Linked DNA regions of Sus scrofa: region 1 is linked to region 2. Evidence: chromatin contacts called from public HiChIP or PLAC-seq data. All regions are on one chromosome and are shown on one strand. Each heading gives the region's core, a stretch centred on a gene start, on an enhancer-like site or on the middle of the called end of the contact. The rest is flanking DNA. Distances are from core to core; before and after follow the strand shown. Region 1 holds the start of JUN (Jun proto-oncogene, AP-1 transcription factor subunit). Region 2 has its middle 180 kb from the start of JUN.

Evidence for each region. HiChIP or PLAC-seq counts read pairs in DNA pulled down with a chosen protein or histone mark.
Region 1: an H3K27ac HiChIP or PLAC-seq map of skeletal muscle shows a contact between it and region 2. The contact joins the promoter of JUN here to the enhancer-like site in region 2. A contact is called at or near these places in 5 of 5 promoter capture datasets (fetal liver, fetal skeletal muscle, liver and 1 more), 12 of 47 Hi-C or Micro-C datasets (embryonic fibroblasts, heart right ventricle, liver and 3 more) and 2 of 2 datasets of contacts at active chromatin or transcription factors (alveolar macrophages and skeletal muscle).

Annotation. Positions count from the first base shown.
Region 1 is chr6:153,684,175-153,689,948 of Sscrofa11.1, forward strand. JUN (Jun proto-oncogene, AP-1 transcription factor subunit) reads left to right here and starts at 2,251. Exons shown (of 1, transcript NM_213880.1): 1 at 2,251-3,461. The coding sequence starts at 2,429. The coding sequence ends at 3,436.
Region 2 is chr6:153,503,310-153,509,475 of Sscrofa11.1, forward strand. No RefSeq gene overlaps it. Among named protein-coding and RNA genes, the nearest start is that of JUN, 180 kb to the right of the region's middle. Within about 2 kb of position 2,147, at least 23 of the 83 cell types and tissues checked have an H3K27ac peak or open chromatin away from gene starts, as enhancers often do. A contact at or near this core is called in alveolar macrophages, fetal liver, liver and 1 more, where this site is marked.

The DNA of each region.
Region 1 (5,774 bases), core at 1,001-3,500, 180 kb after region 2:
GGCCAGGGCAGGGGGCTGTAGGCAATGACCTCCTAGCCCTGGAGGCCATGACACTACAGCAACCCAGCTCAGCGAGGTGGGTCTCACCAGCCCCACTTGCAGATGAAGGAACTGACTCTCAGAGAAGTTGTATGATTTGTTCACTTCACACCGTGGCAGCGCTGGCCATGTGAGAACCCACGACTCCAGACTTTGGGATTCTTTCCGCCATACACTTTTGTCCCTAAGGGGTGCGGGGATGGGGGAGGATAAAATAACAACCACAGAAAAGGAACCACTTACATGGGTCTAGCGCTTCCTAGAGGCTACACAGGATATGGACCCACCACCCGGCCGGAGAAATTTGAAATCTTGGATCCTCCCCTGACTCGCTGCGTGACTTTTGGCAAGTGCCTGCTGCTCTCGGACTTGTTTTCCCGGAAGCAAATCAGGGCGAGAGGAGTGGTTGGTGTGTGTGTGTGTGTGTGTGTGTGTGTGTGTGTACACACATGTGAAGTGTGGTGTGCCCGTGCATGTTATGCGGGGGCGGCGAGAAGACGATCACCGGGGTTCCCCGAGTTTCGGATTACCTATAACGCTCATTCCCAACTGGGTGCCCCCTAATTCCACCCCCTGTTAAGAAACCGCCTCCGGTTCCCAAGGCAAAGCTGTGAACCCCGCGCGCTTTCTCCCATGGTCTGGAGGGTGAAGTAGGGGCGCGGCAGGGACTTAGATGAACACCCAGTTTCAAGCAATGCAAATCACTCGGCTTCCAGACAGCGCCGCGAACAGTCGCTCTTGAACTTGACCGGGAGACAAATTTCGGAGAGTTCTCAACGTGGGGGGCCGACTCTCCTAAACTTCAGCCCACTTTCACTCGCCCCCACAAGGGCCTTAACAGAGCCACCTTAAGGGCGGTGCTCCCGCCCCCCGGAAATGCGGGGGGGGGCAGGGACCTGGGCGCTTAGCCCGCCCCCTCCCCCCCGCGCGGCGGCGAAGTGCCCGCAGATGACATCGACCCCCTCAGTGACACCCGCCCAGCCCACTCAGGCCGAGCCATCGGGCCCGGTTCCCCAGCCTTCCGGGTCCCCGCATCCCCTGCCTTCCCTGAACTTGAGCCCGCCTCCTTCAGAGGCTGCGAGCCGCCGCCGGAGTCCGCCCAGCTTGCGGCAGCCACCGTCACTAGACAGTCAAACCCCAAGACGTCAGCCCACAATGCACCGGGCGGGCCAGGAAAGACGCGCCGAGGAGGGGAGGGGGAAGAGAGAGGCGCTAGTCGCGAGGAGAGGAGGGAGGGGAGGCAAAAGAAGGGCCCAACTGTAGGAGGGCAGCGGAGCATTACCTCATCCCGTGAGCCTCCGCGGGTCCAGAGAAGAATCTTCTAGGGTGGGGTCTCCATGGCGACGGGTGGGCCCGCCCTCCTGAGAGCGACAAGAGCCAATGGGAAGGCCTTGGGGTGACATCATGGGCTATTTTTAGGGGTTTACTGGTAGCAGATAAGTGTTGAGCTCCGGCTGGATAAGGGCTCAGAGTTGCACTGAGTGTGGCTGAAGCAGCGAGGCGGGAGTGGAGGTTCGCCGATTCAGGCAGGCAGACAGGCACCGTCAGTCGGGGCGGACTGCAAATCTTATTTTCTTTTCCATTTTCTCTCCCACGACCCGGAGCTAACGCCTGTGGCTCCCGGGCTGGTGTTTTGGGGAGTGCCGGGAGATCCCCTTCTCCAGCCGCCCCCAGGCGGAGAGCCCCGCTGCGCGGGCGCTGCTGACAGCTCGGAGAGCGGCCACTGTCCGCACGGGGAAGTCCGGAGACCAGCTGCAGCGGCGAGAAGTTTCCCGGCAAGGAGGACAGGGGACAAGTGGCCGCCGGGTCCCGGAGCGAACTTTCGCAAAGCTTCTCTCCGCCCGAAGCTGCCGCAGAGGCGGTAAAGAAAAGGAGGCGGTGGAGTGAGGAGGACGTGCGCTCCGCTCCGCTCGCACCGGTTGCTGAACTTGGGCGAGCGCGACCCGCGGCTGCCGGGCGCCCCCTCCCCCTCGCAGCGGAGGAGGGGACAGTCGTCGGAGTCCGGGCGGCGGAGACCCGCCGCGGGCAGGCCACCGCGGGCTTTGCGCTGCCTGCCTCCGCCTGGAAGCGAGTTCGTCCGCGGGCTCCGAGGAACCGCTGCTCCCGAGAGCTCACCGTGAGTGACCGCGACTTTTTCAAAGCCGGGAAGCGCGCGCGAGCGGACGAGTAAGAGTGCGGGCGGCGTCTCAACCTTGCGATCCCCCGGAGCGAGCTGGTGAGGAGGGCGCAGGGGGGAGGCCAGCCGGCGGGGGCGCGCGCTCTTAGAGAAACTTTCCTCGCTCACGGCCCCGGGAAGCGCGGGTGTCCCCCGTTTGCCAGCGCGCTGTTGCGGCCCCGAAACTTCTGCGCGCAACCCAAACTCACCCCACGTGAAGTGACGGACTGTTCTATGACTGCAAAGATGGAAACGACCTTCTACGACGATGCCCTCAACGCCTCGTTCCTCCAGTCCGAGAGCGGTGCCTACGGCTACAGTAACCCCAAGATCCTGAAGCAGAGCATGACCCTGAACCTGGCTGACCCGGTGGGCAACCTGAAGCCGCACCTACGGGCCAAGAACTCCGACCTCCTCACCTCGCCCGACGTGGGGCTGCTCAAGCTGGCGTCGCCCGAACTCGAGCGCCTGATAATCCAGTCCAGTAACGGGCACATCACCACCACGCCGACCCCTACCCAGTTCCTATGCCCCAAGAACGTGACTGACGAGCAGGAGGGCTTCGCCGAGGGGTTCGTGCGCGCGCTGGCCGAACTGCACAGCCAGAACACTCTGCCCAGCGTCACGTCGGCGGCGCAGCCGGTCAGCGGGGCGGGCCTGGTGGCTCCGGCGGTAGCTTCAGTGGCGGGCGGCAGCGGCAGCGGCGGCTTCAGCGCCAGCCTACACAGCGAGCCGCCAGTCTACGCTAATCTCAGCAACTTCAACCCCGGCGCGCTGAGCAGCGGCGGCGGGGCGCCCTCCTACGGCGCGGCGGGCCTGGCCTTTCCCGCTCAGCCCCAGCAGCAGCAACAGCAACCACCGCAGCCGCCGCACCACCTGCCCCAGCAGATCCCCGTGCAGCACCCGCGGCTGCAGGCCCTGAAGGAGGAGCCGCAGACGGTGCCCGAGATGCCCGGGGAAACCCCGCCCCTGTCTCCCATCGACATGGAGTCGCAGGAGCGGATCAAGGCGGAGAGGAAGCGCATGAGGAACCGCATCGCTGCCTCCAAGTGCCGGAAAAGGAAGCTGGAGAGGATCGCCCGGCTGGAGGAAAAAGTGAAAACCTTGAAAGCGCAGAACTCGGAGCTGGCGTCCACCGCCAACATGCTCAGGGAACAGGTGGCCCAGCTTAAACAAAAAGTCATGAACCACGTTAACAGTGGGTGCCAACTCATGCTAACGCAGCAGTTGCAAACGTTTTGAGGCGAGACTGTTGGGGGCTGAGGGGCAATGGAGAAAAAAAAAAAAATAGCAGAGAGACAGACTTGAGAACTTGACAAGTTGCGAGAGAGAGGGAGAAAAAAAAAAGAAGTGTCGGAGGACTAAAGCCAAGGGTATCCAAGTTGGACTGGGTTGCGTCCTGACGGCGCCCCCAGTGTGCACGAGTGGGAAGGACTTGGCTCGCCCTCCCTCGGCGCGGAGCCAGGGAGCGGCAGCCCGCGGGCTGCCCCGCTTTGCGAACGGGCTGTCCCCGCGCAAACAGAACGTTAAGACTTTTCTTTAACACTGACCAAGAACTGCATGGACCTAACATTCGATCTCATTCAGTATTAAGGGGGGGGAGGGGGGAGGGTTGCAAACTGCAATAGAGACTGTAGATTGCTTCTGTAGTACTCCTTAACACAAAGGGGGGGGTGGGGGAGGGGAGGCGGGAGGGAGGTTTGTGAGAGCGAGGCCCAGCCTGCAGATGAACTCTTTCTGGCCTGCCTTCCATTACTGTGTATGTACATATATATATTTTTTAATTTGATGAAAGCTGATTACTGTCAATAAACAGCTTCATGCCTTTGTAAGTTATTTCATGTTTGTTTGTTTGGGTGTCCTGCCCAGTTGTTGTTTGTAAATAAGAAATTTTGAGCACTCTGAGTTTACCATTTGTAATAAAGTATATAATTTTTTTATGTTTTGTTTCTGAAAATTCCAGAAAGGATATTTAAGAAAATACAATAAAATATTGAAAAAGTTACCCCTCCCCCAACCTCTTTTCTGCATTATCTATAGATTACTCGTCCAGGTGGAGTTGAAGGAGTTAAGAGGGTCAATTAAAATCACTCACAGTGCTGCTTGCTATCAAGCAGTGAAAACTGTTGTCTGCTGGACTTGAGAAATAACTGTAACTGATGCTCTGGTGAAGCTATACTCTTCCCTCCCCAACTATCTATATAGAGTTGCTTAACAAAGGATAGTGTGGCATTTTAGGAGGCTGAGGGAAGGGAAGTTATGATGCAGAGGGACAGCCCACTGGGGAGTCAAAACATTTTAAAGTTTGGATTATATCAAGTGGCGTGTGCTGTGACCATTTATAATGTTAGTAGAAATTTTAACAATAGATGCTTATTCTCAAAGCAGAAACAGTGGCAGATTTTTACAAAAGATGTATCGTTCCAATTTGGAATCCTTACTTTAACAATTCCTAGATAAAAGAGATGGTCTTTGCTTATGAATATTTATAACAGCATTCTTGTCACAATAAACGTATTCAAATACCAATAACAGATCTTGAATTCCTTTCCCTTTACTACTTTTTTTCTTCCCAAGCTCTATTCTGAAGCTTTTCTTTTCAGTTGCTGGGGTTAACATTACTACCATCTGAAGTTATTTGGTAATTAAGAAGCAAAGAATTTAGAAAAAGCCAACACAGAAGTTGCAATCTGGATGAAATATTCTCCCATTCTCTTTTCCTCTCTCTCCCCCCCCCTTCCCCTCCCTGAAATAAACACCTATGCCTAAACAAATCACCAGTATAACAGTTTACCATTTCAGAGTCTTCAGTAGTTTCTCAATTTGTTTCTAAGATAATCAACCTTGTTTAAATAATTATTATAGAATCAGTCTCAAAAGATGGTAATCTAGGTACTATAAAAAGATTCGAAAGAGAAAACATGAACAGCGACATGATTACATATGTAAATCACACATTCACTCTGGGGAGATGGCAAACTTAAATTCTATCTGCAGATATAACTTAGGAGATCAACAAGGCAGTACTCAACAAGGGAACAATTTTTGCTTGGTTGCTTTTCATCCCAAGAGCAGGTGTGATTATCAAGCAGCCAAAGTAATTTGATATCCAGGAACATTTCACAAACCACTAATTGAGGCAGGGCTGTTTGCTCATTAGCAGTGCTCTAGTACCCAACAGGTCTGGGAGTGCTAATATCCTGCCTGTGGCTGTAAATCTAAAGACACAAAGAGTTTCTCCTTGGGAGTAAATGTATCTAGGGGTGGAAGAGGTTGGACTGACTTGTTAGCTGTCAGATCCACTCCATTGTAATAACACTTCTTTAACAAAGGGTTACTGGAAGCAGTGGAGAGTTTGCCAAACAGTGAATTTGCCGATGTCAGCAACCCAGAAGGTGAGTTGATTTTGACCATATGTAGGAATAGTCTGCAGAGGGACAATAAAGCACTTTGGGGTGGGGCTCTGTGGAAGCTAAACAAGAGCCAACTAGAAAAAATAAGCAGGCTGGGGAATTAATTACCTGCAAAGGTAGACTAAGCCCAGACAACAGTGCAGCGCAGAAAAGCCACGCCACTCCCC
Region 2 (6,166 bases), core at 897-3,396:
GAAGTTCAGTCACGATTAAGGCTCAGGATCTGAGGGGTAGAGCAGGTATGAAGGGTTTCCCAACATTTACTGAGGATCTGAATTATGCTCAACTCTGTCTCTTACGTGGCTTTATGTGGTCCTCACCACCTCTCCGAGTTGCGTAGTTATCCCCATTTCACAGATGTGGAAACTGAGGCTCATGGTGGTGGAGTAAGAATTGCCAAAGGTCACAAAATTGAATTGGCATCTCAAACCTAGATCTGTCAGACAGCAGAATCCATGCAATAGCTACTCTGTGTTGTCACTTTCAGTATGAGCCCACCTTTATACTTTCAGCAAATATCATTGAGCCCTGATAGGTGTCAGGCACTGTTCTAGTCTAGGGATACAGCAGCCAACCAGACAAGGCCCCTAAATGAGCTTCCACTCAAATGGTGGGAGAAAGGGGTGTGGGGAGGAGGCAGCAGAATAAATGTCCGTGGTAATTTTGGATGAACTAAGTGCTATAAAAAAAAATAAAATAATGGGAATGCAAGTGGCTGTTGGTTGGAGTGGAGAGGCTGGAGGGAGGGCAAACTTTCCCTAGGGTGGTTGGGGAAAGCTTTCTCAGGACGTGACATTAAAGTAAGACCTGAATGATAAAAAGAAGGCAAACAGGCAAAAATGGAGAGATCTGGGGATATGTGCTGCAATCAGAAAGAAGTGCAAAGGTCCTGGGGTGGGCACCAGCATTTATGTGTTCAAGGGACAGAAAGCAGGCCAGTGTGGCTAGAACAGAGGAAGCCAAAGATATACATAATAGGAGATGAGGTCAGGAGGATAGAGAAGAGCCAGTTTGTGTGGTTCAGAGAATATAGTTAGTCCTTCATGAAGAAGACTTAAAGGACAGAATGTGGAACAAGGCAGGGGTTTTACCACCATGAGTTAGAAGGGTGGTTTTCCTTGGGGAGTCAGCCTGGAGCAAAGGTAATATCCCCACCGTACCTCATCCCCGACTGTGTGGCCATGGGCAAGTGACTTACCTTCTCTGGACTTCAGCCTCCTTCTATATAAAGAGGAGGTTATACTACTCTTTATATAGAGCTGGAGTGAGGCTAGATACCAAGCACTGGCCCATCCCCATGTCCCTGTTAGAGAGTTAATAGAAAATTCCCCAGGGCTCCGTGGGGCATCCAGCATGCTCTTGAAACTAGTCATTAGAAGGACCTAGGCAATCACTTGCTTAATAAACAGATCACCTGTCCACCCAAACAGCGGCAGTTCTCTCTAAGCAGTACCCCCCAGAGTCTGTACACTTAAAACTAGTGGGTGGGTTCTGCAGTGGAGCTGGTTTAGAGGCAGTCTTTGAATATCCCAAAACAAGATTCCACACTTGGATGTGATTTCTAAAAATAGCCTCATGTTGTCGAGAGTAGTGCTTCTCAAACTTTCTGTGTATGCAAATCACTTGAGATCTGGTTAAAAGGCAGCTTCTGTTTCAGTAGGTCTAGGATGGGGCCTGAGAAACTGCTTTTCTTACAAGTTCCCAGAGGATGCAGGTCCATGGACCACACTTTAAGTAGCAAGGACCTAGAGCCAAGTGTCTTCCACAGCCCCGACAATGTTGAATCTGCCAGAGAAAGCAGCAGCCTGCTTCTAGTAATTTATTATTGAATTCTTTAGACAAAATAAATGTTCATAGAGTGGGTCCTATGCCCTAGGCACTAGGAAGCAAGGAGGATTTCAGTGGGACATGAGGCAGGGATTGCCCTCTCAGAATAGGTATCCTAGTAGCAGATAGCCAAATAAGCGAGTAAATAGGAAAGCCTGAGTGCCAGGCCTGAGTGTCCAGGGTGTTAAGGGAGCATAGAGCTGGAGAGGGTCAGAGAAGACCTTGTGAATGAGGGGACATTTAGGCAGAGAGAGCTAACTCTGAGAAGTCAGGGGTGGGGGTGTTAAGCAAGCAAAGGGAACAGCTTTGCCGAGAGCAAGGCTACCCAGAGAGAGAGAAGCACAACCTTGATTCAAATAGGGTCTGTCTGATCCAAGATTTGCTCTTGCTCGTATCTTCCATGCCACATGAATCAAGTCTTGCAAAAGAGAAGCTGCCACCTGTCCCTCCCCAGCGATGTCAGAACAGCTGGCCCCAGAGTGGAAAGATATCCGGGGAACAGAGGCCAAGGCATCACCTGACAGGCATGGCAATTACGAAATCTGCCTCTGCACCAAACACGTTGCACCATCAACACTGTCCAGGCTTTGCTTCAAGTGTCCTTCCTCCCGAAGACTCGTGACTGGGAAGTGAGATCACCCTCCAATCGCTGCTAAGAATAGCTCTTACTTTTTTTTTTAACCACAATGAACTTTGAAACTAGGGTGGTGGTGGCCAGTCACATCAGCTGGTTATCCCTTGGTTGAAGTTCACCAGAAAGCAAAAGTCCAGTGACCTGGGGGTTCCAGGATTCTATAAGGTGAAAGAAGACAGAAATTCACCTGAAACAAGCACCCTTTACATGGCAGAGAGGATACACACCTTCTTTCAAGTAAGAAGAGGTGGCTCAGAGAAACATGGTATGAAACTCTGAATGCATGTGACTTTGGGCAAGTCACATACCTCCGTCAATCTCAGTTTTCTCCTCCATTTAATTGGGGCTGAACATCTATCTACCTTACCTACCTTACAAACACAACATTCATAAAATACTTAGCTCAGTGACCAGTATATTGTAAGCACTCAGTATGTAAGAAGGAAAGAGATTCAGAAAAGTTAAGTGATTTCTCTAGTTTCCAAAGCAGTTAAGCGTAACTCAAATTTGAAATTAAGTCTCCTTGTGAAGCCCAGGACCTTTCTCCAATTTTCCCTTCTCTCCTTATGTTAGAATTTTACACTTTTCATTTGACTTTGTAGGGCTTCCCATTAGACTGAGCAAATACATTCTCCTGTCCAGTGATATTGGGCTTTATCATGGGCAAAGGAATGATGGGCAAAAGGGGGAAATGACGGCATGGCAGTTCTGGGCTGAAATTTTAAGAGGTATTACCTGTTTCATTACATTTTTGTCTGCTTACTTGCTCATTTACCATGCAAGGAGTAACCAGAGGCTACCTTTCACCCTAGCTCACAGGATGAGACAAATGCAACAGACCCACACCTGACCCACAGCCCCAGTTAAGCTGAAGCTGGAACCCAAGCTACCCAGCCAACCCACAAACCCAAGAGTGAGAAGAAAAAAATTTTTTATTTTATTTTATTTTTATTTTTTGCTTTTTTAGGGTCACCCCCATGGCATATGGAAGTTCCCAGGCTAGGGGTTGAATCAGAGCTATAGGTGCCAGCCTACACAGCCACAGCAACGTGGGATCTGAGCAGTGTCTGTGACCTACGCCACAGCTCAGGACAATGCCAGATCCTTAACCCACTGAGTGAGGCCAGGGATTGAACCCGTATCTTCATGGATCCTAATCAGGTTTGTTAACCACTGAGCCATAAAAGGAACTCCCAAGAAAAAATTCTTATAGTTGTAAGTGACTGAGTCTTGGGTGGCTTGTTACCTAGCATTATTGCAGCAATAGCTGACTCATACACCTCCATGAATGAATACAGCCAAGCCAGGGCCCCTCCACTTTTGTCTGCCTGTGAGAACCTGCTAGACCCCCTCTCCACCGTCCTTTGGGTCCCAGCTACACTTAACTGAGAGACCTTGTCTCCAACGGTATTCTGAGATCTTTACTTGTGCACGTTTCTTTTTCTTATTTTGGACACTGAGCTGCTTTGGGGTAGGGAACTGCCTTTTGCATCCCCAGACCTCCAGCGCCGAGCACAGTGCCTGGTACAAAATAGGCTGTCAGTAAATATGAGCTGACTTTTAACTAAACTAAATGGAGTGGCCCCAAATATCATCAAGGGCTAAAGTATTTTAAAGTACTCTTTCTACATTGTTTTTAAAAAGGGTCTTGAGGCTAAATACATAAATAATAAAGAGATACACTTTGAAAAATACGTCTACATAAACACATATGTAGGCAAACAAACTTATGCCAAACACAACTGGGAGCTTTCTGCAGACTAGTCTCCCATTTAAGGCCTGTAATTTCCCTCTTGGCCGACACTGGCTTTGGCTTGGACTGTGTTTCACAGACTCCTGGCAGGCAGCCTGCTGGGTTTGTGTTTAGATTTTTTTTTTCCTTTCATCAGGCCTGAAACTGAAGCCACAGACCTTTCTGAAACCTTCTCTTAGCTGTAGCTGTCATGCTTCAGGTCACCTGCTTATCCCTCCCAGGTCATGTGGATCCATAATGTGTCCAGAGGTCCAGGGACAAGCTGGCAAGCAGTGGAGTCCCTTCCAGAAGGAGACAAAGGAAGGCAGAGGAGGAACCAACGAGTCCGGAAAGTACGACCCAGACCAGGCCTCCACCCTCCCAGAGCCAACTGTATCTGATGGCCTAGCCTGCTGGCCAGCTTCTGGCATCAAAGAGGTAGGGACCCTGGAGGGGAACTGAGGCCCATGAAAACAAAACAAAATAAGCGAAGTTGTGCTGGTGACATGGGCGAAGCTTATATGCACCTAAGTCCTGGGGGAGCTCTAGGGTCAGACACAGGTCATATTTAGATCCTGGCTCTTCCAATATCTCCTGGGCCAGTGACTTAACTCTCTGAACCCAATTTCCTCATCCATGAACTGGATTGCACCTACCTCGCAGGCCAGTGTCAAGATTACATGAGTTCATACACGTGATGGGCCAAGCACTTTGTAGAAAATTAATCTGCGGTGAGTTTTGTTTTCACAACAGACCTTTCATCTGTCGGGACGTGTCCAGTCTTATCTGCTCCCCATTCCATCTGCAGTGCAGTCTCCTCTGTGGCTGCCTCTCCAGCCTGTGCTTGCAGGGTCTCAGGGCAGCCTGCCCCCTTATAGAGAGATTCTCATTACTAGAAAGTTCTACCTCAGTCTGACCCTGAAGAGAATCTAACAGTGATCTCTCTGGAGCTTTCACTCATGGCCCCTTTCCACTCAAGGGCCAGTAAAAACGAGTCTACACCCTCACCCTCAGTGCAACCTTCTCTGTAGGCAAGGATAGCTCTCAGGCCCTTCTTGAGGTGCCTCCAGAATTCTTCAAGGCTTTACACACACACACACACACACACACACACGCGCGCGCACACACGCATGTGGTGTCTAAGCAATTACAAGGACTACACAGAAACAAATAAGGGACATATAGCCCAAACTTGGAAGGTCCAGGAGGCTTCTTAGAGGAAGGTAGTTGAGAGTGAATAGTTGCTATGAATTGGTTGTGCAAAGCCCTGCAGCTACTAGTGAAGAAATAGACTCTCTGCCCTGGCAGTGGGTGATGGTTGATGCCTCTAGCTAGACATCATTGTTGAATTTGTGTTGATTTTCTACTATTCAAATGCCTCTTTCCGGGCCCAGTTTCCTCAGTAGGCTTGGCCCAGTACTTCCAACGGATGTTTTTCCATTCCCTTCTTACGCAGACAGAGAAGCCAGGTTTGTGTCCAGGCTCTGCCACTCACAAGCTGGGCGACCCAAGCCCAGTCAGATCACCTCTCTGAGCCTCCATTTCCACACTGGAAAATGGAGAAGACACTGCCTACGCCCAGGGCTGGCGTGTGGATGGAACAAGATCTCACAAAGGAAAAGTTGCCCAGCATGGAGATGATGTTTGTCAGATGTTTTCTTTCCTTTTGTGCTTGATAAGATGACACAGCCTGATCTGATAGCAACACTCCATTGATAGTGTTATAACAGCATATTCCTTCAAAGGCACTTGCACCTGAATTTCTGAATATTGAGCCAGTCCATAACCCTCTCTTATGGCCCCTGAGGCTCTCCTTGATGGGGCACCTGCTTCCTCTGCAGCCCCACATGCAGACTAGTGGGCATTCTTGAAGGCAAGTGGCTCCAATCCCTCTGGATGGGTGCCCTCTTAAAGGACACCAAGATTAAGTGCCCGGCTCTTGGCTAAGGTCTCTTTGAGGAACACTGGAGAGTTTCCTTGGGAGAATCGACCAGAATCATGGCAGGGAACAAAGTGCATGCAGAAGGGCTGAACAGCAAAAAAATCTAAGGGAAGGACTCTGTTTGGGGCTGAGACTGGGGCTAAGGAAACCAGCAAGGAAGGTCAAGACACCCTGGGGGGTAGGGCAGCAGGCAGCCCACACCCCCCCCAGGGGTCAGTCAAAGAG